Linked DNA regions of Gossypium hirsutum: region 2 is linked to region 1. The links are chromatin contacts, called in public Hi-C maps. All regions are on one chromosome and are shown on one strand. The core of a region is the stretch at or near the end of the contact, and the rest is flanking DNA. Distances in the headings are between cores, read along the strand shown.

What was found. A called contact is a pair of places that touch in the nucleus more often than the background predicts.
Region 2: a Hi-C map of leaf shows a contact between it and region 1, with 1.7 times the contacts expected there. The contact joins the enhancer-like site here to the promoter of LOC107910011 in region 1. A contact is called at or near these places in 5 of 34 Hi-C or Micro-C datasets (hypocotyl, leaf and seedling).

The regions. Positions count from the first base shown.
Region 1 is chrA08:64,747,505-64,753,450 of Gossypium_hirsutum_v2.1, forward strand. LOC107910011 (leucine-rich repeat receptor protein kinase EMS1-like) reads right to left here and starts at 4,082. Exons shown (of 1, transcript XM_016837773.2): 1 at 1-4,082. The coding sequence starts at 3,588.
Region 2 is chrA08:65,116,545-65,123,307 of Gossypium_hirsutum_v2.1, forward strand. No RefSeq gene overlaps it. Among protein-coding and RNA genes, the nearest start is that of LOC121205185, 9.4 kb to the left of the region's middle. Within about 2 kb of position 5,082, at least 3 of the 9 cell types and tissues checked have an H3K27ac peak or open chromatin away from gene starts, as enhancers often do. A contact at or near this core is called in leaf, where this site is marked.

The DNA of each region.
Region 1 (5,946 bases), core at 2,832-5,331:
TTTCCCAGTCACCAATTCCAGCAGTATCACACCAAAACTGAAAACATCTCCCTTTGTAGTGGACCTACCGCTCTGTCCATATTCTGGTGGAATGTAACCAAAAGTCCCTGCTATATCAGTACTAACATGAGTTTCACAAGCACTAATCAGTCTTGCCAGCCCGAAGTCCGCAACTTTTGCTTCAAAGTCTTCACTGAGTAAGATGTTGCTGGCTTTGATATCTCTATGGATGATGTGGGGAATGAAACCATGGTGAAGAAATGCTAGTCCCCGAGCAGCACCAACAGCGATTTTGAAGCGTTTGGACCAATCAAGGACATCAAGAGCTCCACTGCGATTTCTCAACCAAAGATCCAAACTTCCATTGATCATGTATTCGTAAACAAGGAGCTTCTCCTCACCCAAAGAACAGTATCCAAGCAATGGAACAAGATTTTGGTGCTTCACCTTTCCCAAGGTTTCCATTTCAGCTATGAATTCTCGATTGCCTTGTGTTTTGGCCTGGCTTAGCTTCTTAACTGCAACAGTCTTCCCACTAGGCAACTTAGCTTTGTAAACAGTTCCAAAGCCTCCATCTCCGATTATGTTGGTCTTGCAAAAATGATGGGTTCCCTCAAGGATGTCACCGAGTGTGAGTTTCAGGAGTGGCTGCTCAAATGTCGCTATATTGATGCTCAGCGGCTCCTTTGACCTGCTGCTGCTGCTCAAGAAGCAGAGATTTTGATCCAGGAAGTTGTTTAATTTGCTTTCCTCAATTTCTTCTGGATCACTCAGCTGGCCACTCCGCAAAATCCATCTGCGTACAGCAAAGGCTGAAGCAAAAATGATAAAGACACTTGCAGCCACAATCCCTGCAAGGCCCCAGGCATTTAACAAAGAAGATCTTTCAGAACATCTGATCTGGCACTCCAAACCTGTAATTCTTCCACACAGATCATTGTTCCCAGCTAGAAAGATTTTTGACAGGTTTTGACAAATACCATTTCTGGGCACAGGTCCTCCCAACCGGTTTTCTGCTAGATTCAAGTAGAACAGACTGAACAAACCACACACTTCCGCTGGAATCTGTCCGGAAAATCTGTTTCTGGATAAATCAAAATACTCTAGTTGCATCAAGTTACCAATTTCTGAAGGAATGGCACCACTAAATTTATTTCCATGAAGATCCAAGTACATCAAATAAGACAAATTGCCCAAAGATTGGGGCAAGCTTCCATAGAAAATGTTATTACTCAAATTCAAGTCTTCAATCTTCCAAGACACGGAATTTGAGAACAGGTTATGTATCTCACCAGCAAGCCTATTCTTCTGAACATAGAGCCCCACCAGGTTAAGCATCTGGGACAATGACGAAGGTAGCTCACCGGCAAGCTTATTATTGCTTAAATCCAAGTGAGTAAGTTCTTTCAAGTTCCCAAAACTTGCAGGAACTACACCAGATAACCTATTGCCAGTCAAATTTAACTTTACCAAACTACCCACACGGCCTAAGCTTTCAGAGATGGTTCCTGTAAGCTGGTTATTCCCCAAATACAAGCCCTGAAGCTTGAGAGAGTCACCGAATTCAACAGGAATAGGACCCGTCAGCAAATTTCCAGACAAATCCAAAGTTGTAAGATTTGTCAAACGAGAAAGTGATCCTGGAATCCAGCCAGTAAGCATGTTGTTGTTGAGAAGAAGATCCACCACCACTGCACAGTTTCCCAATTCTTCAGGTATGGGACCAGTCAACCTATTGTGTGACAGATCGAATACTCCATGATGCTGCACAAAGCTCAAGTCGGGCAGATTAGCCTGATGGAAATATGAAGATGGTTTCCAAGGGATGGAACCGGATAGATTATTGTGAGAAAGAACCAGGCACTGCAGCTGATCAAGGTCTGCAAGTTCCATGGGAATTGATCCACTGAAATTGTTGTTTCCAAGATCCAGCGTTGTCAATGCTTTGCAGTATCCAATTTCAACAGGTATATTTCCTTCCAAGAAATTCGAGTTCAAGTTTAGCACAGAAAGAGCTGTGAGATTGCCGATCTCCTTTGGTATATTTCCCTTCAAACGATTACCGCTAAGAACAAGCGTTTCCAATGTAACCGCATTTCCAATATCAACTGGCAGAGTCCCCTCTAGCATATTATTTCCAGCAGAAAACTCCATCAAACTATTTGAACTCCATAAACTCACAGGAATGGTACCAGTGAAATTGTTGGAGTCAAGGTCAATAACCATCAATGGAAGCTCTGAAAGATACTCTGGGATTGAACCATTAATGTGATTATTGAGCAAAACCAACTGAGCAAGATTTCTACAGTTCACAAACACATCCTCAATGGTAACCGAAAGGTTATTACCATCGAGATCAACCTCAAAGAGTGATTTTGCATTGCATAACTCTCTTGGTATCGAACCCGACAACTTGTTATTGCTCAAACTAAGGTGCTTAAGCCTTGAGCAATTCTCAATTTCAGGAGGGATGTTACCTGAAAAGTGGTTGTTTGAAAGTAGCAAAGACTCCACCTGGGTCCATTTCCCAAGCCAAGGTGGCAGTGGCCCAGAAAGCTGGTTCGTTTCAGCAGAAAACGTCAGCATAGGCAAACTTGAAAGCTCCTCAGGCAAGGACCCGGACAGCGAATTGAAAGACAGCATCAACATCATCAAATTCCGGCAGTTCCCAAGCTCCGCTGGTATTGAACCATTGAGCTCGGTGTAGACGAGGTTCAATATAGTCAAATTCTGTAACTTTCCTATAGACTTTGGAATGGAACATTTCAATGGGTTATAAGAAAGGTCGAGCTTGGTGAGTGATTTTAGATTGGATAGTTGTTTAGGCAAAGGTCCTGTTATGGAACAAGAGGGTGAAAAAAAGTTCTCAAGGAGTGAAAGTTTACCAATTTCAGGTGGTATTTTCCCTGTAAATTGGTTGATTCCAATGTAAAGAGCGGTCAGGTTTTTTAGCTCACCAATTTCAGGCGGGATATTACCAGAGAAAGAATTGTTGGAAATATCCAGAGAGGTTAAAGACTGAAGGTTTTCAAAGAGTGTTGAAGGGAAAGAACCTGAAAGGAAATTGTTAGCCAGGTCCAAGAACTGTAGCTGAGTTAACTGTCCAAGCTTAGCCGGCACTGTGCCAGTGAGTGCATTGGTGGAAAGTTCTAGCGTCCGAAGTGCATTCAGGCTGCCCAGCTCGGAAGGGATGTTTCCGGTGAAAGAGTTAGACCCGAGTTTGAGGGTCTTGAGGAGAGTCAACTCGGCCAACTCAGTCGGAATTTGGCCAAAGAAGGAGTTAGAGGACAGGTCTAGGAGGGTGAGGTTTGAGAGGGACGAAAGGGACGGAGAGAGAGAACCTGTCAAGGACCGAGATGGAAGAGAAAGCGAGGTGACTCGGCCGAGCCGACAAGTGACACCATCCCACTTGCAGAAATGAATTCTTTGGTTCCATGATGATAGAAAATGAGGGTTTTGAAGCCCTCTTTTGAAGGAAACCAGAGCTTCCCTGTCTGGGTTTCCGTCCGCTTGCTCTATCGTTGCCCCTGATATCGATAACAACAAATGAAGGAAACAGAGGAAGTGAAACAAAAGCTTAAACTCCATAGCCAAAAGAAGAAACAGTAATATTTACAGGGGAAGATGGGAAAGAAGAGAAGAGATAAAAGATAAAAATGGAAGGATGATAATGGCCATAGGCAAGGGGAGTAAATTCTGAAGAAAGGTTTGGGTGAACTTTAAAGAAGAAGACACCATAGCCAACGTAGCTCACGTGACTGGAGCTTTTGTAACTGCAATCCTCAAATCTCAATCGTGTTTCCTTTAATATATATATATCTTTTTATTGAGAGAAAAATCCCACATGAGTTTTGATTGATCATATATTACAAGTACCCCTGAGGCTGAATCTTTGGTTTGGAATTATTATACGATAGGAACAAAAATCTTTTGATTTGTATATTAAACAAACGAGCTATAAAGGGCCCCTACTTCAGAGAATCCGGCTCTTGTCTCTTTTCTTTAATTTTCGCTTTGATAAAATTAGCACACTATGGATGATTGTGGTTTAAGGCCTAAAAGCTGAGATATCCTTTTGTTTATTTCCTTGGGTTGTTAGAAGAAATACGTTTTATTTAAATAAAAGTGCCCCAACCCAAATTTGCTTCTTCAGTGCAGCTGTAGGTGCACTGTACAATTTTCTGCCGAATCTCTGATACTCAAAGATTTGGGGAAATTATTGAAAGATGGAAGAGATAGAAATTTAGTGAAAAAGGTGTAGTAAACGATGTGGTTGTTTGTAAGCGTGAAATGTGTGTCGTCGCCCTTCATCTTGAGATTTTCAGTAGTCAGAACAGATTGCTTTATAATGGAATCTCAATTATCAACCCCCCAAAAATGAAGCAACAGAGTAAAAGAACTGGACTAAACTGAAGAGGTGAAGATTGCGGAGCATGGCATTGGGAACAAGAACTTACAGAAACCAGGGCTTTAATTTCATTGGCAGACAAATTATTATTATTATTATTATTATTATGGTTAAATCGCTATTTAAGACTTAAAAAAAAAAATCAACTTCACCCAAATAAAAATTTCTACAGATCCATCCTGGTTTTGTATTTTTGTGATGCAGGTCAGTTATCAGATGAAAATTTTGGACGCATTATTATGTGAGAGTGAGAGGGAGTGGTCCCTTAAAATTATGGACCCCTACATTTCCTTCCGATGAGACGGTCCAGATGCTAATTTCGGTCAGGTGCATTATTCCAATTGACCTTATTGCCCCTTCACACTCTTAAATTCATGTTAGAGAATAGGACCTATTAGGTATTAATAAAATAATATTTGATTCTAAAATTTTAAAATTTAATATTTTTTTTCAATAATGAATTAGTTTTAAACCTGAAGATTATTTTTGGTCGAAATTATAACTAATAATTGCCTTAATTTTATTTATATTTTTTTAAACAAATATTAGTAATTGCCTTAATTTTATATTTTACAGGAATAAATGGTTTGGGATGTGCAAAAGGACAAGGCATAAGGGCTCTCTTAATTTACATAGAAAAAAGGAGTGTATCTTATAGGGGCGGTGTCTGTTTTGAGTTGCTTGTAAGGACATGAGAACCTGATGTAGGCTGAGTTGTCCCTTCGGTCCCACTTAGAGCAATACATGGATCGGCTGGTTCGCAAAATCTGGCCACCCCGACAAACAGTTTTTGTTTATAGGAAAGAGAGAAAATATTTTTTAAAAATATTTTTATTTAAATTTAATTATAAAAACATATAAATATTAATATAATAGTACATATTTTATTTTTTTATGCTTATTATATAAAAAATATCTATAACATTATTCAATAATCAATTGAACTCTCAATTAAGAGTAACACTCAATTGAATTCTTATTCTATATAGACAATCAATTAAGCCCTTCAAAAGTCAATTTCTATATAAACACCGTTAACTTCGCCATGTGGTACATAAGGTTGTGCTATATGGTGAAATCTAGTAATTTTTCTTAAAATTGTTTAAAAAACATAAAAAAAATCACAAAAAAAATTATAAATCTTTTATCTAAAATTATAAAAAAATTAGAATTATGAAAAACTAAAAAAGAAAGAAAGCTAAGTTGTCTAAATATGTCCTTTATTTTTTGTTAATTGGCCATGTAGGTCATTTTTTTGAAGAATTAGAGAAATAGGTCAATTTTGGAGAGAGTGTGTGAAAACGCACTCATCTAGACGCGCTTTCCTCCGATGGTCATTTACCCAACGGTAAAAATTTAAACACGGAAATGGTAAAGTTTTTAAACAGCCCAATGATAACTTTTATTTCCTATAAATACCAGACCATTTTTCATTCTTTTCACTCAAATCTAACTCTCTTCATTCTCTCTGAACTCTCAAGTTTCTCAAGATTTGTTCGAATTTTTCCAATAAATTTGTATAAAAATATTATAGTTTT
Region 2 (6,763 bases), core at 3,832-6,331, 370 kb after region 1:
TGAATTAAAGGTAATTATTTAGATAAGGGGGAATACCTATGTTTTCATGCTTTAAAAATGCTAGACTTTGATTGTTTGTGCATTTAGTGCTCTTTTAGTTGAATTATCAATGTTTGATTATTTGTGAAATTATGATAAAACATTATTAATGAGAATTATGGATTGAAAGAGTTTAATTTTAATTGTGAGTTGAGGATTTTGCTTGAGGATAAGTAAACACTTAAGTATAGGGATATTTGATAAATCATAAAAGTAACACATTTAATCCCATACTTAGTATATTTTTGGATGGTTTATGATGTAATTTAGTGAATTAACTGCTCCTAATCCCTTAATTTCATGTTTTATACTCAGGAGAGCATAGGGGAAAAAATGAGCATAAAACGGGCCAAAAACAGACGAAACGGGCTGATTGAAAGATCCACACGGCCAAGAAGAATTCCACACGGGTTGACCACACTCCTGTGTGAGCCACACGGGCTAGCCACATGCCCATGTGGTAGCTTATGTCAATATCGCTCCCTGTTTTCCAAATATACGAAAAAATCCAAATTTTAGGGTTTCTGAGCATTCTAAAGTCTATAGAAACACACTAGAAGAGGAGCTAAGAGGACACACAGAGTAGAACACAGGAATTACTCGAAGAACACCAACAGATTCAGCTCAGAAGCAGGATCGCCTTCAAGACTGAAGATCTCCCTCCAATTTCTCTTTCAAAGTTTTTGGGTTTCTTTATGTTTTGTTGTTTTCCTATATTTGAGATGTTTTTCTACTACAATATGAACTAAACGATGTTTTTCTACTACAATATGAACTAAACTCCCTAAATACCTAGGGAGGATGAAACCTAAGACGGATCTTATTATTTAATATTCTGAATTTAATGATAAATACTTGTTCTTGTTCTTAATTATGTTTTCTTAATTGTTGTTTTAATATTTTCAGGATACTAATTCAAGTTGAGGTGCTTATTCAGTGGGGAAAAAGTTCTAGTTTAAGAGTAGATCCACCATAATTAAGCGAAGTTGCATGCAACCCTAGAAATCCCTTATATATTAGGCTAAATAATAGAAATAAAGTTAATACTAGTACTTTTAGTCCTTGTGGATACGATACTCTGGACTCACCGTAACTAATACAACCATTCGATAGGTGCGCTTGCCTTAGTCGTGATCGTAGTCTAGTTTAGTGGTTCATAAAACGATCAACATCCAAAAACTTAAAAAATGGGAAAATTGCTATTTAAGGCCTCCTAATTAATAATCCATAGCAATTTCATACTAATTTCTTTTAGAACATAAGTTTTGCAATCTATTCAATTTGGTCCCTAATTTCCAATTTGACATCTTATACTTAGAATTTCTTCATGAAACTTTAACACATGCTTATTTTCATATCCCAGAACTCATAATAATATAAAAATAATATTTTAACATCGAATTTGTGGTCCCAAAACCACTATTCAGATTAGGCCTTATTTCAAGATGTTACAGGTTGCATTTTGTAACGATATATGTGTAAGTGTACACAGTCGTTCAAGTAATAAGTAAGTAAAATGAGTTATCGTCTCCATAGGGACTGTGTATGTTAATTGATTATTTGCAAAACTATAAATTCACAATTTGGTGGTAAAAAGATAATATTTTGAGTGATAGATGATTAAATTAAATTATCTAAATGCAAGATGATCCTTATGCAATTAAATCTAAATGCAAATGACCTAAATGTATGAATGAATGACTTTAGCAACAAAAAAGCCAACATAAAATAGGCTAGGATAATTATCTTAATCAAATCAATTCATTTTCATCATGCTTAACAACGTTCAGAAATATTCCATGGCAACTCGATCTTTCATGAGTTTGTAAACCAAATTAAGTCCTCTTGGAATCTTTTACTTAGTGAAATATACATTTCATTGGTCATATTAAACCAAGCATTTCTTAGTATTTATGTGAGGTAACAGGGGCATTTACGCTTGAAATAGTTTAATCACATAATCCTAAAAACTATGCAAGATAATGGTGCTAACTAAATATATTATGAACCTCTAACTTAGTCGGGTTTAATGATCTAAATTAAGCATTGCACTTTTCAATTATGTCTCTACTAACCGTCATTTGGTTAGGATCACTCAACTAATCTAAATGCATCCAATCACGTATGAATGAAATAAATTTTGATTTTAATTGAAAACATGATCGACTCAGGCACAAACAAGTTAAACATGAATCAATAAATATTATTGAATTAACATAATCATCCTAGCAAATATAATTAAGCTATCATCGTTGATGTCAATAACAATAAACACATAGCAAACATAATTAAACTAAACAACAAGAAGGAAAGAGTGAATTCTAATTCATTTCAGCAGCCTTTTGGATCTTTCTGACTGATGTGTTCCTCCGTTTTGCTCGTTACTCTTTTGCTAAGGTTTCTTAATGTGCTCGGCCAAGGTAGTGTCTTGACCAAGCTTTTTTCTACTAAATAATAGCAGGGGAAGTGGAACTGCTATGTAAGGGAAAAGAAAAGGGAAATGAAAATGAGAGAGTGGAATGAAAAGAGAATGATGAATGAGTGATAAAGGATGAGGGATGATTTGAGAAGCGGGACTTGTATGGTATTTATAGGTGAAGGTAAGGGTGAAGTTTACTAAAAATAACATTTGAAAATCCTTCCTTTTCTCTCATGCTTGGCCGGCCACAAATTGTGGAAAAGGGATGACTTGGTTGCTTTATTTTGAATTCAAAACTTTGCTAAGGTGGACAGTTTCAAAGGGTGAACTTGTGTGCTGATTTTTGACATCTCTCCAACTGTAGGGATCTTCAACAAAATATCTCAAAGCTTATTTTTGGGCAGCCATGTGCTTATGCCAAAATTGGGCTTTAATTCCTCCTTTTTAGATGGTTTCTTAGTCCAATAAATAATCAGACTAGTCCATCATGTAGCAACACTTTTATTGGGTCAAATTAACATTCTTATGACCCAGTTTTTCATGGTCTTGCCGTCCAGATGAGGTAGATGTATCAATGTCCATGCAACATTATATTAATCTCATCTTCCGTGGTCCCACTGCATAGTGAAAATTCACATATTAATAATTAACATGAAATAATATAAATTATCCACAAAAATCATGTAATAAAACATAATTTCACATGCTTTATAAATTCATGTCCAATATTAATATTTAAGTAAAATTCATTTAATTCAATAACAATTACTCAAGATTAACATATTTACTAAGTCAAAAGGTGGTAAAAATAGATAGAAAAATCCTATATAATTTCAAGTTTACACATGTTAATTATATAGAAATCACTTAGTCTTGGAAACTCTTAGGTTTGATCTTTTGAATACTAGGGTGTTCCATTGAAACGCTACAAATATTACAGCTGACTTGTCACACTTGCAACACACCATACTTATATTGTTTGTTTTAGTGTTGATTCTTAGCCTAAATGCACACACGTCGAGGTCGCGGTCATGTTGCGACCATGAATGCTAGTGTCATAACATCAACTGCATGATGTCGTGACCTTGAAGGTAGTCCACCCTTAAGTGCAAATTGTTGAAGTCCTCCTTAGTTGATGGAAAAAGCGTTAGTGTCGCGACCTCGACATATTGGCATCATGACTTTGGTTCTAGTTTTGGCTCTTCTCCTCATTTTTGAATCAACCAAGCGCCTAAAACAAGCTCAGCTCAAAGATTAAGTTCTGAATGATACAAACTTGCCATTTTATTCTCAAAAACAAAAAATAGAATAAAACGCTATAGAAACTAAGATTAAATATGAAACCTAACAAGTGCAAAAAAGCGATAAAAAACACTACAAAATACTCCAGAAAAGGCTCTTTAAGGGTTTAAAGAGCTTAATTTGATGTATATAAATATAGCAAATCAGTAAACAATGTAGGATATGGTCTTTATATAGACTTATAATCCATTTGCCTTTATCCCTTTGCCTTTTGTTCTTAGGCAATGCAGGATTCATTACCCTATTAACATAAGATTAAGGTTAAACTTAGCTCCTAAAGACTAAACACAAAAGTAACTTTGTACAATAATAAACAAGGACAAAATATGTATTTTAATAAGTTGGTGTTGATATTCAATAAAATCATGGTGGATGACATACGGTGTTTTGGGTTTTTCCAACTACATTTAATTGAAAAATATGAACATTGTAAGATTTAAACTCACAACAATTGAATTAGTAAAACTTTAAATTTACTACTCAACTAAAACTTATTTTTTAAAATCAAATAAACATGGAAGAAGACTTGAACTTGGGCTATATGAGTGGAAAACACAAATACTTAATCATCATGATAAAGAAGCTGAACAAAAATAATTTAATTGGGAAATAAATTGAATTCACTATGAAATTGAATTCAAAGCTTTGATGAGGTGTTAATTACTTTGATGAATCAAGGGTTTCCACAATTTTAACAGCTTATTATACGAAAAATAAAAAAATTAAAGTTAATTTGATGGATAGATAGATTGAGAAAACGATAATGTTCAGTTTTTCATGAACTCAAGTTTGTTTTTCTTTTCTTTAGAAAGAAATTAGGTAAAAGATTTAGCCAATAAATAGTTCACACCTGTTTTAAATTATTTGTTTTCAATTTTTCTTTTTTTTTCTTCATTGTCACATCAAATTTATTTAACGGAAATTCTTAATATCATCATTGATTTTTATCGGTTGCTAATTTTTTAAATTTACACCAACAAAATTATTTTATTCTTTTAGAAGATAAATTTGAAAGGAATTAAAAAATATTTATATAAAAAAATTCAAATTTTATTTAAAATACTGAAAGAGTAAAACTTAAAATTTGAAGCCATCAAAACGCAAGTTTCGACCTTCTGAATGGAAATCTTCACAATATTCATTTTTAAAACCCGACTCTAATTGATAAAAAGCCACGTCAGTGTGTGGTCCTAAGCCTATTATTGCAGAAATGCAGGTCAATAATTGAATGCAGCAGAATTTGATTGTCGGAGAGGAGTGTGGCTTGCTAGGCTATATTGGATAGGAACTAAGGCGTTTCATGGCCTTTAATTGGCTACATTCTTGACTATGAACCCAACTTTTGGATCATATGAATCTGCTCTGGACTACAAAAGTAGTACCACTAATTTCCCATACACCGATTCAAATCAAAATTTTAAAAGTTAACAGCACTCTGCTCCATTATAATAGTTCCAATTATTCGTTGGCATTAAATTACTTATTCAAAAGTTGAAGTACTTTGCTCAACTGTTAGAATCGAATCTGTGATTTCATATTTGAATTTTGGTATATAAATAGTATAAAACGTTATATATAAGTTTGTCCATTATCAATCTGGCGAGCTTTCCATTATGAGTGTCTGTTATTTGAATGTTCTTACCCTGCTTGTTGATAATTTTTTGAAGAGTTAAGACATATGTAACTTTTAAGGGGTAACATATTACCCTACATAATACCTAATTACTTTTAATATGTTATATAAATAATTTGTACTTTATATATATATATGAATGAATGAGTAATTCTAAATGATACAATAAAATAAACACTCAACAAATTAAATATTTTTTTAACTAAGCAATAATATTATTAAGAAACCAGAACAATACAAAATTAACATATAACTAAAAAAAAAAACAAGGTTCAATGCAGAAAAAGGAAAGCCTAAAATAACACCTAAACTCACGCGTGAACCTCAAGAATCAAACACAAACTTCAACACCTTAATATCATAAACAACAAAGACGAGAAGAGCAAAAAGAAATCCATACCCATCGCAAAGTGGCTTTCAATACTGATAAAGGAGCCAATTGAAAGGATCCATACAAAGTTGATATATCCCACTATCGAAAATGAAATCCAATCCGAATAAAATTATATGTTTGAAATCAGGGATTTAAATAGCAGTTCGATATCGTTATAGCAGCCGCTATATAGTTGTAGCGGCACTGTCTGAAACCGTTATTGTCGAAACCGCTATTATGTTTTACAATAAGTTGTGTGAGTTTTTAAAACAATTCACGACCGCGATACTCAAAGTGACCCAATAGCATCCGTTATGTCCGCAACCGCGACAAACGCAACGCAACCGAAAACGCGGCCGTGACTGCAATTTAAATCCCTAGTTGAAATAGTTATTTAATTAATATTTATAATAATTTATTTTATTAATAACTTAAAAAAATTTTCAAATCTCAAATTTATACATTTATTTTGACTCAAAAAAATTTCATACATACATTTTGATTTAGTTTAAATTTTTTTTTATAAACCACATAATTGAAAGAAAGTGAAATATAAAACAAAAAAACATTATTATATCTATGTGAATGTTTAATTTTGGTTCAATTTTACATCTAAAATTTTAATTTTGATTTAATTGTATACATCTATAAAGATAAATGCACCTATTTAATTTTATGTTGGATATACAAAATGTAAATGTAAAATGTAGCTATTGTGATAACAATGTTAATGATTTGTAGAAATTGAATCAAATAAAGAAAATGTATGTATATAATTAGATAAAATTAAAGTCCACTTATCACATTACACATAAAATTTCTATTTATATATTATTTTGATATTTATCTCTATGAGGAAAAAAAATTCTTTAATACATGAGTATTACAGCATCAATAATAAAATGTCGCTTTTATCTCTATTGAAAAGAAAAACCCAATAATCAAGCCTTTTTCTTTCCATCACTTGTAAATATAGTTCCAACTTTCATTTTTTTTA